Linked DNA regions of Sus scrofa: region 2 is linked to region 1. The links are chromatin contacts, called in public HiChIP or PLAC-seq maps. All regions are on one chromosome and are shown on one strand. The core of a region is the stretch at or near the end of the contact, and the rest is flanking DNA. Distances in the headings are between cores, read along the strand shown.

Evidence for each region. HiChIP or PLAC-seq counts read pairs in DNA pulled down with a chosen protein or histone mark.
Region 2: an H3K27ac HiChIP or PLAC-seq map of alveolar macrophages shows a contact between it and region 1. The contact joins two enhancer-like sites. A contact is called at or near these places in 1 of 47 Hi-C or Micro-C datasets (alveolar macrophages) and 1 of 2 datasets of contacts at active chromatin or transcription factors (alveolar macrophages).

The regions. Positions count from the first base shown.
Region 1 is chr2:69,394,590-69,401,018 of Sscrofa11.1, forward strand. SLC44A2 (choline transporter-like protein 2) reads left to right here. Exons shown (of 22, transcript XM_021083792.1): 17 at 184-287; 18 at 393-466; 19 at 558-628; 20 at 803-891; 21 at 2,214-2,298; 22 at 3,184-4,492. The coding sequence ends at 3,290. Among named protein-coding and RNA genes, the nearest start is that of ILF3, 16 kb to the right of the region's middle. Within about 2 kb of position 4,857, at least 20 of the 83 cell types and tissues checked have an H3K27ac peak or open chromatin away from gene starts, as enhancers often do. A contact at or near this core is called in alveolar macrophages, where this site is marked.
Region 2 is chr2:69,535,647-69,541,981 of Sscrofa11.1, forward strand. It overlaps DNM2 (dynamin-2), which reads left to right. Exons shown (of 20, transcript XM_021083818.1): 7 at 1-123; 8 at 2,708-2,843; 9 at 4,515-4,582; 10 at 5,190-5,328. Among named protein-coding and RNA genes, the nearest start is that of MIR199A-2, 19 kb to the right of the region's middle. Within about 2 kb of position 4,870, at least 12 of the 83 cell types and tissues checked have an H3K27ac peak or open chromatin away from gene starts, as enhancers often do. A contact at or near this core is called in alveolar macrophages, where this site is marked.

The DNA.
Region 1 (6,429 bases), core at 3,607-6,106:
CCTACTAGTGTGTGGGACAGGACCCCGGGGGTCCTGGACCAAATTTCCTCTCTCCAACTCTTTGAGAAGGTGGGCTCTAAGGGTCCTAGACTGTGGCAAGTGAGAGTAACTGGGGGGATGGGGGTGGGGTTCTACCAGGGCAAGTGGGGTCTCCGCTCACCTCTGCATCCCTTCCACTACCAGCTGCGGAGAACAAGTTTGCAAAATTCCTCATGACCTGTCTCAAATGTTGCTTCTGGTGCCTGGAGAAATTCATCAAATTCCTCAACAGGAATGCCTACATCATGGTGAGTAGGCTTGGGATCAGGAACTAACCCACGAGATCCTGTGGGGTGGAGAAGCCCTCATGCCCCACCCGAAGGGCCTGATCCATCCCTCCCACTTCCCTCCAGATTGCCATCTACGGCACCAACTTCTGCACCTCGGCCAGAAACGCCTTCTTCCTGCTCATGAGAAACATCATCAGGTCAGGGAAAACACCATTCTTCTGGCCTCCTCTCTCCTCCCCTGTGGCCCTGAGCCAGCATTCACGCCTGCCTCTTTACTGTCCCCTGCAGAGTGGCTGTCCTGGACAAAGTTACCGACTTCCTCTTCCTGTTGGGCAAACTTCTGATTGTGGGTAGCGTGGGTGAGTGCTACTCATCCAGCCTGCCCAGTTGTGGGGAGCCTGTTGGGGGCCACTTGAGAACCGCTGTTGGGCCCCCATATCTCCTGTGATATGTTCTCTTCCTTAGGGTATTTTTGGGGGTGCTCCCTTCTTTATCCAGAACCTTCTCCATCTTGATTTCCTTCCTCTTTCCAGGGATCCTAGCTTTCTTCTTCTTCACCCACCGAATCAGGATCGTGCAGGACACAGCACCACCCCTCAATTATTACTGGGTGCCTATACTGGTACGAACCTTTGGTGACAGACAGGTTGGGGAGAAGATGTTGGGACTTGCCTGGGCTCCTTTGGACAGATGTGCATGGGAGTCGGAGGTGGGGAATTGATGATTAACTCAGGCCACAAACACTTATTTAGTACCAACTGTGTTCTAGGCATGAAGTGGGAGGGCTTCCCTTTAAAGGCCTCACAGTTTAGTAGTAAAGGATGTTAATCAATAATGATGTGGGTGAGGAGTTCCCTGGTGGCTCAGCAGGTTAAGGACCTGGCATTGTCGCTGCTGTGGTTCAGGTCGCTGGTATGGCTGTGTGGCTCAGGTTCAATCCCTGGCCTAGGAACTTCTGCATGCTGTAGACACAACCAAAAAAAAAAAAAAAGTATCACTTTGGGGGTTTTTTGTTTGTTTTTTAATTTTTGGCCACCCCATGGCCTATGGAGTTTCTGGGCCAGGGATCAGATCCAAGCCGCAGTTGCAACTTACACCACAACTGCAGCAACACTGGATCCTTTAACCCACTGTGCCAGACTGGGGATCAAACCTGTGTCCTGGCGCTGCAGAGATGCTGCTGATCCGTTGCACCCCAGCAGGAACTCCAGTATCACTTTGTTTTTAAAAAAAAAAAAAAAAATGATGCGGGTGGATGCATGATTGCAAACTTATATGTGTCACAGAGCAGAATTACAGGGAACCAACTGTTTCTGGTGGAGGATTTGGGCAGGTGTGGGAGTTCAGAGGGCTTCACTGTGGAGGTGGGTCACATCTGAGGTCTAAAGGAGATGCAGGCAACATCCAGGCAGAGGGAACAAGAACGGAGGCGCTGAGGCAGGACTATTCCAGGAACAATGAGCCAATCACTCTGGCTGGTGTGAGGGAGTGACGTGGAGAGGGGTGGCGATAAGGGCCTTGGCAGAGTTATGTCATCACCCTAAGAGCCGTGCAGTATCAGGGCAGGCCTTGGGGCCCAGTGTCCTAGATCTTTATCTTCCTCCTCTCCTTGCTAGTTTGAAGATGAGTGACTTTGGGCAAGTTAATTTAATCTCTAAAGTCCACTCGCTTCAGTTGCTCAGTGTTTATCAGGTATCTCCCACGGCCCTGCGAGTCTCCAGATTGCTGGGAATATAGTGATAAGTGAGTGAGTCAGACAGTCTAGTAGGGATGTGGGTAGTAACCTGTCTTGCCCTGGATGTGCGTTGAATTGTACAGAGGCCTCAGAGCAGAGACTCATCAGCAGGGAAATGGCATGACCCCAGCCTGGGAGAGATGTGGTGGTGGGTGTGGGTTGCCCTAGGTAAGAGCTGGAGTGGAAATGGCTCATCTGTCTTTGCCCAGACGGTAATCGTTGGCTCCTACCTGATTGCCCATGGCTTCTTCAGCGTCTACGGCATGTGTGTGGACACGCTGTTCCTCTGCTTCTGTGAGTGACCCCTCACTTGGCGGGACCCCGACTCCCTCCCCCACTCTGGGCAGACCATCTCCCTCCCCTGGGGCTGCACATTTGCCTGCCCAGCACCCCCCACCCCGGGGCCCCGGCTCAGCACCCCCTCGGCTCCCTCCTGCACTCAGAGTTTCAGAGCTGCTCCATTCTGTTGTCCCCTGGTTCAGGCTGCAGCTGGGACGCTCTGCCCCTGGGCCCTCAGCTTTGGAGTTTCTGGCTTTGTTGGGGGGGGGGCGGGGGGATCTGTGGCTGCCACTAACTCTGGTCTCTCCATCTGTCTGTTTGTGTTTGTTTTCTCTCTTTTCTCTTCCTCTCCTCATGCCTGCTGGCTTCCCTGTTCTTCCCTGCCTCCTTTCCCCCACCCTTCCTGACTCTCCCATTTCCCGCCTGCTGGTTCCTGGGGGGAGCCCAGGTGAGGACCTGGAAAGGAATGACGGCTCTCAGGAGCGACCCTACTTCATGTCGCCCGAGCTGAGAGACATCCTGTTGAAGGGGAGTGCGGAGGAGGGGAAGCGGGCCGAAGTTGAGGAGTAGAGCTGGAGGCTGGCTTGGGAGCCAGGCAGGCCTCCTCGTTTCCTCCCTGTAGACTGGGGGTGCATGCGGGGCTTTGGGCCTGGGAGTGGGGAGCGTGTGTGTGTGTGTGTGTGTGTGTGTGTGTGTGTGTGTGTGTGTGTGTGTGTGTGTGTCTTGTTCCCATCCCACTACAGTCCATCCCCTCCAGTCCCAGTGTGTCTTGCTTCCTAACCCTCTAAGGCTTCTCTGTGGCCCCTGCCTGCCTGCCCTGTCCCCTCCCTGTCTCCCCCCCACAAGGCCCCTGCCCTTGGGCTTCCCTCATACCACCTGCTCTGGGGCCTCTCTCCGCAGTGGAGGACCTGGAGAGGAACGATGGCTCGATGGAGAGGCCTTACTTCATGTCTCCCACCCTCAAGAGGCTTTTGAACAAGACCAACAGGAAGCCGGCTGAGTCCTAAAGGCCCGGCCCCTGCCCCCCCACCTCCCTGAAAGTCTCACAGTGGGTGCTCGGCAGCTGTGGGTCAGAATCCCTAGCCCATCGGGCTGACCTGAAGTCCTATCACTGCCACCCTCTTCCAGCCCCGCATCATCCAGTCACCACCCATTTCTGGGAAGCTGGAGGATTGGGGGCATCCCATCCCTATACCAAGGGCCAGTCTGTTTTCACAGGGCAGCCCCCCAAGACTGCACAGTGAGTCTTTCCAGCCTCCCCTGGCCCGGATGAGAAGCGCAGCGAGGCTTCTTGATGGCTGGCAGGCGAGAGAACCCGGCCTCTGTGGGCTGTCCTCCATCGCCTGTCCCCCTTTTAGGACAGGACAGCATCTGTGTATGCAGAAGCGGTGACCACAGCAAGGCTACCACCATTCACTTTGTGTCTGCTCCGGCCAGAATGCCAGGACCCTTCTCCAGGGCTGAACAACTGGCCACCGGCCACTCCAGGCATTTCTTCGTTAATATTTTTTTAACCTGGATGTGCATTAAAGGATCTGTTAGCTTTTTTTCTGTCCGTCTTCACGACTGAGATGGGTCTGCTAAGGAATGCTTTTCTGCTTTCTCGTGTCCACTCCTTGGGTGTGGCTGGGGTGGGAGTGTGCGCACCCAGGTTGGGGTGTTTCCTGGCAGGGGAGACAGTAGTAGGCTGTGTTGATGGGAGAAGGGGGAGGGAAGCTGTCAGGGGAGGTTGCCTGGGAGCAGGCTGGTGTGGGGCAGGAGGGAGGAGGTGGCTAGCAGCAGCTTAATGGAAACCGGCTGCCTGGCAGGCTGGCTGGTGGGGTTGGGCCGAATTTCTCTCCTTTCTCTGCCAGTTATTGACACAGCTCTCTTTGTGAGAGAGAAAAGAACTGAATCCACCCAAGGGACAATTTCAGATGAAAGGGGGGTGGGAATAGGGCCAGATGCCCTGGGCAAATGGGGGGGGGGCCCTTCTGCCCAGTCACCTCACCTTGAGGATCCTTTTGCCAAATTTGTTGAACTCAGGGGAACTGGTGTCCTGGTTCCCCCTTCGCCATCTCCCAAGGCCCTGGATCCGGGATCCCAGAGAGGGAGAAACCCCAGCCTAGGGTTTCTTTCTCCTGTGCCTGCCACCCCCTTCCCTGTGCTGTCCTCACAGCCCTACATGTAACTGCATTCCAACCACTAATAAAGTGCCTATTGTACAGAGCCTGGGCCTGGAGTGTTTGTCGGGGGAGTGGGAGGCTGGTAGGAGGAACCCCAGCTTCAAAAGCCCCGGGATCCTCTGAACCCTAGCAACTTTCCCCAGGGGAAGGAGGGAGAGCAGGAAGCCCTCTGTCTGTTGGCCTGTCTCTATCCGTATTCCACCATGCAGGCAGCTGAGGTTTCTCCTGATGCCTAGACTCCAGAGGGCAGCACTGACCTGCCCACTGCCTCAGCACACAGCCTAGACACGTGCCCCAGGCCCCCTTTGTCTCCAGCCTGGGCCAGGCACCTGGGCATCAATCACAGTCTAATCTAGTGGCTTGGGACCTGCAGAGCTGCCCCGCCCTGCTGCCTGGAGGCTCGCCACTGCCCCCTGGTGCCAGCTGTCTATCACTTGTCTCATGGCCCCACTGTGTTAACTGCCTTTCTCACCCTGTACATCCTGGAATGTCCCTGGAATTTTTTTTTTTTTTTTAATCTCATAATGATGGTTTATATTTGCATATTTGTTTATAAAGATAACCTGAGGATACAGCAAATTGTGATCATTATCCACATCCCTTTTTGGCAGCTACATAAAGAACAGGAGGCAGGTAGAGAGCTCATGGTTAAGCCACAATGATCATACATGTGTGAATACAGGGCATTCTGCTTAGGTGTCTAAGTTTCTGATGTTCACTCTGGACTCAGCAATGCACTCATTTTATTTTCCAGGGTGGAATTTCATGTCTTGCAGCTGCAGCTGCTACTTCTCACAGAATTTCCCTGTGTCTGGATTCACTGAGGTTCAGGTTCTTTGTGTCTCTGTGCAGAAGGAATTCAGCGAGAGACAAAGTGATTGGTAGGCAAAAATAGGTTTATTAGGACGCTTGTGAGAGATACAAGCAGGCAAGCACAGAAGCTCTGCCTGGAATTTTTTCTTAAAAGTTTTTGGAGTACTTTTTTTTTTTTTTTTTCTTTTTAAGCCACCCCGAGGCATATGGAGTTCCTGGGCCAGGGATCAGATTGCAACCTATGTTGTAGCTGTGGCAACACTGGATCCTTTACCCACTGTGCTAGGCTGGAATTGAAACCTTCATCCTAGAGCTGCAGAGGCACCATGGATTCTGTTGTGCCACAGCGGGAACCCCTGGAGTACTTTTTATCTGCATGTATACTCTCCCCATTCATTAGTTAAGGTAGGGAAGTTGGGCGAAGTGTCTGAAGGTTGCCCAGTAGACAAGGGGCTGAGAAGTTCAGGTCTTGACCCCAAAGACCTCACCCTATATCTTGTACAGCCATTCTCTGAGTTTGCTTGTTCACCTCATTTTTTTTTTTCCTTCTGCATCTAAAGGCATGCAGAAGTTCCCAATTTTCAAGCTGAGCCATAGCCTGATCCACCGGGGAACGCCAAACCCCATCTTTTGAGTTGGTTCCTTCCTTACCCTCAGTTCCTGTTAACCCTGCCTCCAAAATAGGTCCTAAACCCTCCCACTTCTCCCCGTATCTTCAGTTTCCAGCTCTCATCACTCATCACCCCCCACCCCCCACCCTGTCCTTCGCTGTTCCCTCCCTGACCCACCCCGAGCAGGCACAGAAGGGCACCTGCAAACACCTGAATTCATAATCGTCTCTGCTCAAGAACCCCCAGTGAAACCCAAAGTCTTCAAGGCAGCCCACAAGGCCCTGACCCATTAACACCCCCTTGCCGGCTCTTCCAGCCACCCTGGCCCCAGGGCTTGTGCCTGAAATACTCCTGCTTTTAGCTCAAGGGTCACCTCCAGGAAGACTTCCCACTCGTCTGAAGTTGGCCACTCTTGGTGATGACCACATCACTCTGTTTATTTTCTTCATGGCACTTGTCACAATCTGCAATTATTATTTATCATTATTATTCTGGCCATGCCTACAGCATGTGGAAGTCTTTTGGCCAGAGATCCAAGGCAGTAACACCTGATCCTT
Region 2 (6,335 bases), core at 3,620-6,119, 140 kb after region 1:
GGAGTCGCTGCCAGCCTTGCGCAGCAAGCTGCAGAGCCAGCTGCTGTCCTTGGAGAAGGAGGTGGAGGAGTATAAGAACTTCCGACCTGACGATCCCACTCGCAAGACCAAAGCTCTGCTGCAGTATGTGCATGTTCTTCCCCCAGCCTAATGCACTGGAGTCTCCACCCAGCCACAGGCTCCCACATGGAGGCTGGGCACCCATCCCCACTCATCCATCTTTTTGTTCAACACTTGATCAGAGCTGCCTGTGTGTTAGGCCCTGTCCTGTGCACTGATGTCACCCCTTGTGCTCAGAAAGGGGAGAGGATCAAACAAGATAAGTAAAAACATGTAGAGTCTGCAAGACGGTCACATATTGAAGTGGGAAAGGGGCTAGAGAGTGCAAGGGTAGGATGCTGTTTAAAATAGAGTAGTCAGGAGTTCCCACTGTGGCACAGCAGAAACTGATCCAACTGGAATCCATGAAGATGCAGATTCAATCCCTGGCCTCACTCAGTGGGTCAGGGATCTGGCACTGCTGTGAGCTGTGGTGTGGGACATGGTTCAGATCTGGCATTGCTGTAGCTGTGGTGTAGGCCAGCAGCTGCAGCTCCAATTCAACCCCTATCCTGGAAACTTCCATGTGCTGTGAGCACGGCCCTAAAAAACAACAACAACAACAAAAAAGAGTGATCAGTGAGAACCTCCCTGAGACAATGAGAGTCAGGCAAAGACCTGAAGAGGTGAGGAAGGAGGCCATGCTGAGTCTTGGAGGTGGGGGCTTGGCAAGTGCAAAGGCCCTGAGGCAGGATTGTGTCCAGCATGTTGGAGAAGGCCCATGTGCCTGGAGCAGAGTGAGTGAGGGTGGGAGGAAGTGAGGGCAGGGAGGGAACAGGGTAGAGGCTGCAGGGCCTTGTGGACCATGAGGAGGACTTTGGTTTTTGCCCTAAGTGAGATGGGAACCATGGAAGGGTTGCAAACACTGGTAGGAGACGCCTGACTCAGGTGTTCACAGACGCCCTCTGGCAGCTGCAGCAACACAGACATGTGGGGGAGGGAGCTGAGCCACGTGTCAGCTGCTTCTGCTTGCTTTCTTGGAATCCTCACCCTGACTCCTAAGAAGCTGCTCCCTGCAGCCACCCAGCTGTGGGGTGGAGCAGTGGGTGTGCCCCATGATCCCAGGTTCTCACCTTCCCTGGCAGCTCAGATGGCAGGTGGTGTCAGAGGGATGCCGTTGTCTTTGGCCATCACAGCCCTGACATCCCCCCACCCTCTCTGCCATGTGGCAATGCACAGTGCTAGGATCCAGGGTGAGAATGCCTTTCCCATCAGACAACTTCAGCCATGTTCTACACAGCTGTCAGCGGAGCCAGCGCTAGCCCCTTGCTAGCCTGTGCTGCAGAGGCCATGGCCTGGGGCTAAACCTGGGCCTGCTGGGCGACCTCAGGCAGGTGACCACACCCCTCTGAGCCTTGCTTTCCTCACCCCTCGCATGATGGCAGCTGCTCTGATATCATGCGGCCATTAGGGACCCTTGTGAAAATGCAGCCCTTGGCAGGAGATACCCTCCATGAGCAGTGCCACCTGCCAGGGCTTACCACCTTGTGTCATCTTTCACCAGTGCCCCATCGCCCTGCCCGGGTGGTTTTGACATCACACAGTGGTAGTGCCCTGCTCTCATTGGCAGCTCCTCAGTGAGGGCTGGTATTCCTTTTTTAGCGTCTTAGCTGTGGTCCCAGATCCTCCTTCAGGCTGCAGGCCACACAGGCCAGTGGCCAGTGGGGCCCCTTGATTCTTCCTCCTCCCTCAACGGGTGACCCTTTGAACATCTTGTTACATGACCTCTTCTTTGACCTTTATTATAAAAATGACTGCTCTGGAGTTCTCTGGTGTGGCATGGGGGGGGCGTGGGTGGGGGGGGTAAGGATCTGGCCTTGTCCAGCAGCGGCTTGTGTTGCTGCTATGGCACGGGTTCAGTCCCTGATCCAGGAACTGCCACATGCTGAGGTCACAGCCAAAAAATAATAATAATAAAAGTGACTGCCTTCATGGGTACAAAGGGTTGGCTGTGAAAACTTCCCCCCTTTGCTCTGCACTCGGGTGCCCATCTTCAGGCTCTTGTCTTACAAGAGAATGACAGCAGTGGCTTCAGACTCTACCCCAGTTCTATCTTGCAACATCCATATGCTGAAAATGTGGCTGTAAAAAGAAAAATTTTTTTGGTCTTGTCTTTTTTTTTTTAAGGGCCACATCTGCGGCATATGGAAGTTTCCAGGCTAGGGGTTGAATCAGAACTACAGCCCACACCACAGCCACAGCAACTTGGGATCCGAGCCTCGTCTGCAACCTACACCATAGCTCATAGCAGCACAGGATCCTTAACCCACTGAACGAGTCCCCAGGGATCGAACCCAAGTCCTCATGGATACTAGTTGCATTCATTACCGCTGAACTCTGAAAAAAAGTTTTTTTAATGAAAAAAGGAAACTAGAAAGTTCCTATATGGCGCAGCAGGTTAAGGATCTGGCATTGCAGCTGTGATGGCACAGGCTGCAACTGTGGCATGGGTTCAATTCCTGGCCAGGGAACTTCCACATGCCAAGATTGTGGCAAGAAGAAAGGAAGGGAGGGAGGGAAAAGAAAAAGAGGAAAATAAGTTGTGGCTTGACTCTGGACATCATTCCGGAGCTCCACCTTGATGTTTGGGTTTTCCTTTTCCTCATAGGATGGTCCAGCAATTTGGGGTGGACTTTGAGAAGAGGATCGAGGGTTCTGGAGACCAAGTGGACACGCTAGAGCTCTCCGGGGGCGCCCGAATCAATCGCATCTTCCATGAGCGGTTTCCCTTTGAGCTGGTGAAGGTAGTGCTGCCAGGGCCCAGCCCGCTCATCTCTGGTCAGGCACCTTCCTGCTAGGGCCTTGAGCCTGGCTTCCTCGCAGGTCTCAAGTTCCTGCCTCCAGGCCTGAGCCTGCTGAGGGCAGAGGGCAGCCTGGGGAAGGTATCCATCCCATCCGCCCAGGCCTCCTTACCTGAGCCAGCAGGTTAGAGATTCCCAGCAGAGCTATATGCAAAGTTCTTCTTTCCCTCTAACAGAAACCAGTACATCTTCTTTGCAAAATACATAGAAAATGTCCCCTGCATATAGTTGAAGGGGAAAAAGCAGATTATGGGGCCAGCATGTGCAACAGAATATACAGATATTTATAACATCCTTTGTATGAAGTCGTACGCATGTGTCTAGATGACAGAGCTGCAGGGATATTCACAACAATGTCAGCTCTGGGGGCTGGGATGGGAGAATTTTTTAAACTGCCAGAAGTTTTACACTTTTTCCATTGACCAGATAACACTTTTGTAAAAATCAGTAAAGTTCTTTTCAATAGGAGAAAAAAAGCTAAAAGGAGAAAAACCTCCGTAATCCTAGTAGCCACAGGCAGTGCCTCTTAGCAGCACCTGAATGTGTCCTTTGAGAATTATTTCTGTGCAAATGCAGGCAAAAAACCTCCCTGTATCCACAAACATAGCACATAAAGTCATCCATATTAATGTGTGCATATATATTTTTTAAAAAACAAATTATGTGTCTTTGGACACTTTTTTTCTTTGATTTGTAGTATATGCATTTCATGTGTTGTCAGTGGCAAAACACTGTCTTATTTTATGGATATCCCATTGTGCATTTAACCAGTCTTCCATTGTTGGGCATTTAGGTTGTTTGAACATTTTAGCGTTTATGGATGGTTTTAGCTACAGGAATGTAGCTAATTCTTGATTAATTCCTCAAGATAAATTTTAGATCACTTAAAACTACCAGGTGACAGTTCAGGTATGTTTTTTATTTTTTTATTTTTTATTTATTTATTTATTTTATTTTCCCACTGTACAGCAAGGGGGTCAGGTTATCCTTACATGTATACATTACAATTACATTTTTCCCCCAGCCTTTCTTCTGTTGCAACATGTTTTTTATTTTTTATTTATTTTTTATTTTATTTTATTTTTTTTGTCTTTTTGCCATTTCTTGGGCCGCTCCCTCGGCATATGGAGGTTCCCAGGCTAGGGGTCTAATCGGAGCTGTAGCTGCCAGCCTACACCAGAGCCACAGCAACATGGGATCCGAGCCGTGTCTGCAACCTACACCACAGCTCACGGCAACGCCGGATCGTTAACCCACTGAGCAAGGGCAGGGACTGAACCCACAACCTCATGGTTCCTAGTCAGATTCGTTAACCACTGCACCACGACAGGAACTCACAGGTATGTTTTTTAGATGTTCTCGATTTATATTGCTGAGTAGTAGCCCAGAAGAAAGTTGATATGAATTGATTTTCCTTCCAAGAGAGCAAGAGTGTTTGTTTCAGAACATCTTTGTTGAAACTGAGTTTTAATATTTTTAAAAATTTTTGACCAGTTAAATATTCTGCCAGGTGAATGCAAACAGGACACAGGAGATCACACTCCCCCCACTAGAGACCTATTGTCGGGGGTGCCTAGGTAGCTCCTTGCATGTGTTTGGTTTGTCTGTTCTCAGATGGAGTTTGATGAGAAGGACTTAAGACGGGAGATCAGCTATGCCATTAAGAACATCCATGGAGTCAGGCAAGTTCCATTCATGAGTCACCATGTTCCCATCATTTCCATGGTGCCACCCTGCAGCCAGTCAGTGCCCCCCCAAACCTCTGGGTGCCCCGATTGATTGTGAGACCTGGAAAGGGCTCCAGAGTGATTTGCAGTAGCTGTCAGTCTCTCCCTCTGGTCTCCAAGTTCACTCAAGTGTGTATGTGAGTAGTTCTGTGTGGATCTCTTGTATCCCCTTGGGCTGTCCACTGCTCTTGGGTTAAACATTGGTTAAACCTCCCAGTCACTGTGGTCAGGAAGTAAGAAAACTCACTGCAGATTTGCCCTGGGGGGCGGGGAATGGAAGGGAGCTGAGTCACTATTACAGGAACCCACCGGTGCCCCATGAGCCTCCTGGGTCCCCACCCTGTTCCGGCAAAAATCATGGCTCCCGGCCTCCAGTCTCTTGTTGCCAAGGGGTCCTCAGATCACCCCGGGGGGTTCCAGGTAGTGGATGCAAGCGTCTGACCCCCCCAGACTTGCTGTGACCTTGGCTTTCTCGGGAACCGGCCTGTGCCTGTGAAATTGCTGACCGTGCTTTGTTTCTCTCTGACTTATCTCCCCTGCCCCCGGGTACGGATGGTTTTAGGACCGGGCTCTTCACCCCGGACTTGGCATTCGAGGCCATTGTGAAAAAGCAGGTCGTCAAGCTGAAAGAGCCCTGTCTGAAATGTGTCGACCTGGTTATCCAGGAGCTAATCAATACAGTTAGGCAGTGTACCAGTAAGGTATTGGACCCTCGGCAGGGTGACTCCTGGCCTTGTGGAAACGGGGCTACGGGGGTTTGGTATCAGGCTCCCAGTGCTGCTTGGCCTTTGCCCTGCTGGTCCCCTCACCTCTCCTTCCCAGATTGCCTCGGTGTCCAAGAACGTGGCCTCTTCCCAGAGGCTGGGGCGGGCGCGTTTCGGCCTGGGTGCAACCGGGGGTGCCAGACCTCCAGATTCCAGACTGGTGGGCAGGGCGCCCTGGGACCTTGATACCAAGCTTAGCATGTATTGGATGGGGGTTTCGTCGCGCTGTCGCTTTGCTGTCTTCTGGGTAGCAGAGAGGGACCTTGTGTCACCTCCTGGAGGCCAAGCTCCCTACACCTCCCTGCCCATCACCCCTTCTTGACAAAGGTGTGGTGCTTTAAGCACTCCCCAGTCAGCCACTTCTCTGTCCCCGAGGCGCCGAGAAAGCCCGAATGCCAACAGCATAATGAGTGCTCTGTCTGGCTTGGCCCCTAATGGCCTCTGCCAGCTCCCCAGCACCGCCCCAGGGGCAGGGTTGTCCCCCTAGGCAGCCCGTCCTCTGATTCCCCTAGGTCACAGTCACCTGTGTGCCAGTGTTCACAGGCCACTGCCTCCACATGGCAGGACATACCAGCTTCCCCGCGGGCCTGGCTCCCAGGGCAGCACGCTTTGGCCGAGCAGCTGAAGTGCTTCCCAGCGGGCGGTCTATGCTTGCACATCCACCATGGCCGTAGAGCTCTGGGTCAGCCTTCCAAGGCCAGAATTTCTGCTTTGATCCTTCTGTACTCAGTCTGGAAAAGCCCACATTTGCTTCTTAAGCTTCTTCGATTGGAAGAGGGAGGGGAAAGAAACCCAGATGGTTTGGACATTATCGTCACATATAAGAAAATTCAAGGCCTCCCTATATCCATACCTGTTCGGTATGCCCACTCTGACCCATGGCACTTGTGTAATTAAAGCCCAGACCATGCCCACCCCTCAGACCCAGGACGCCTCTTGATCCA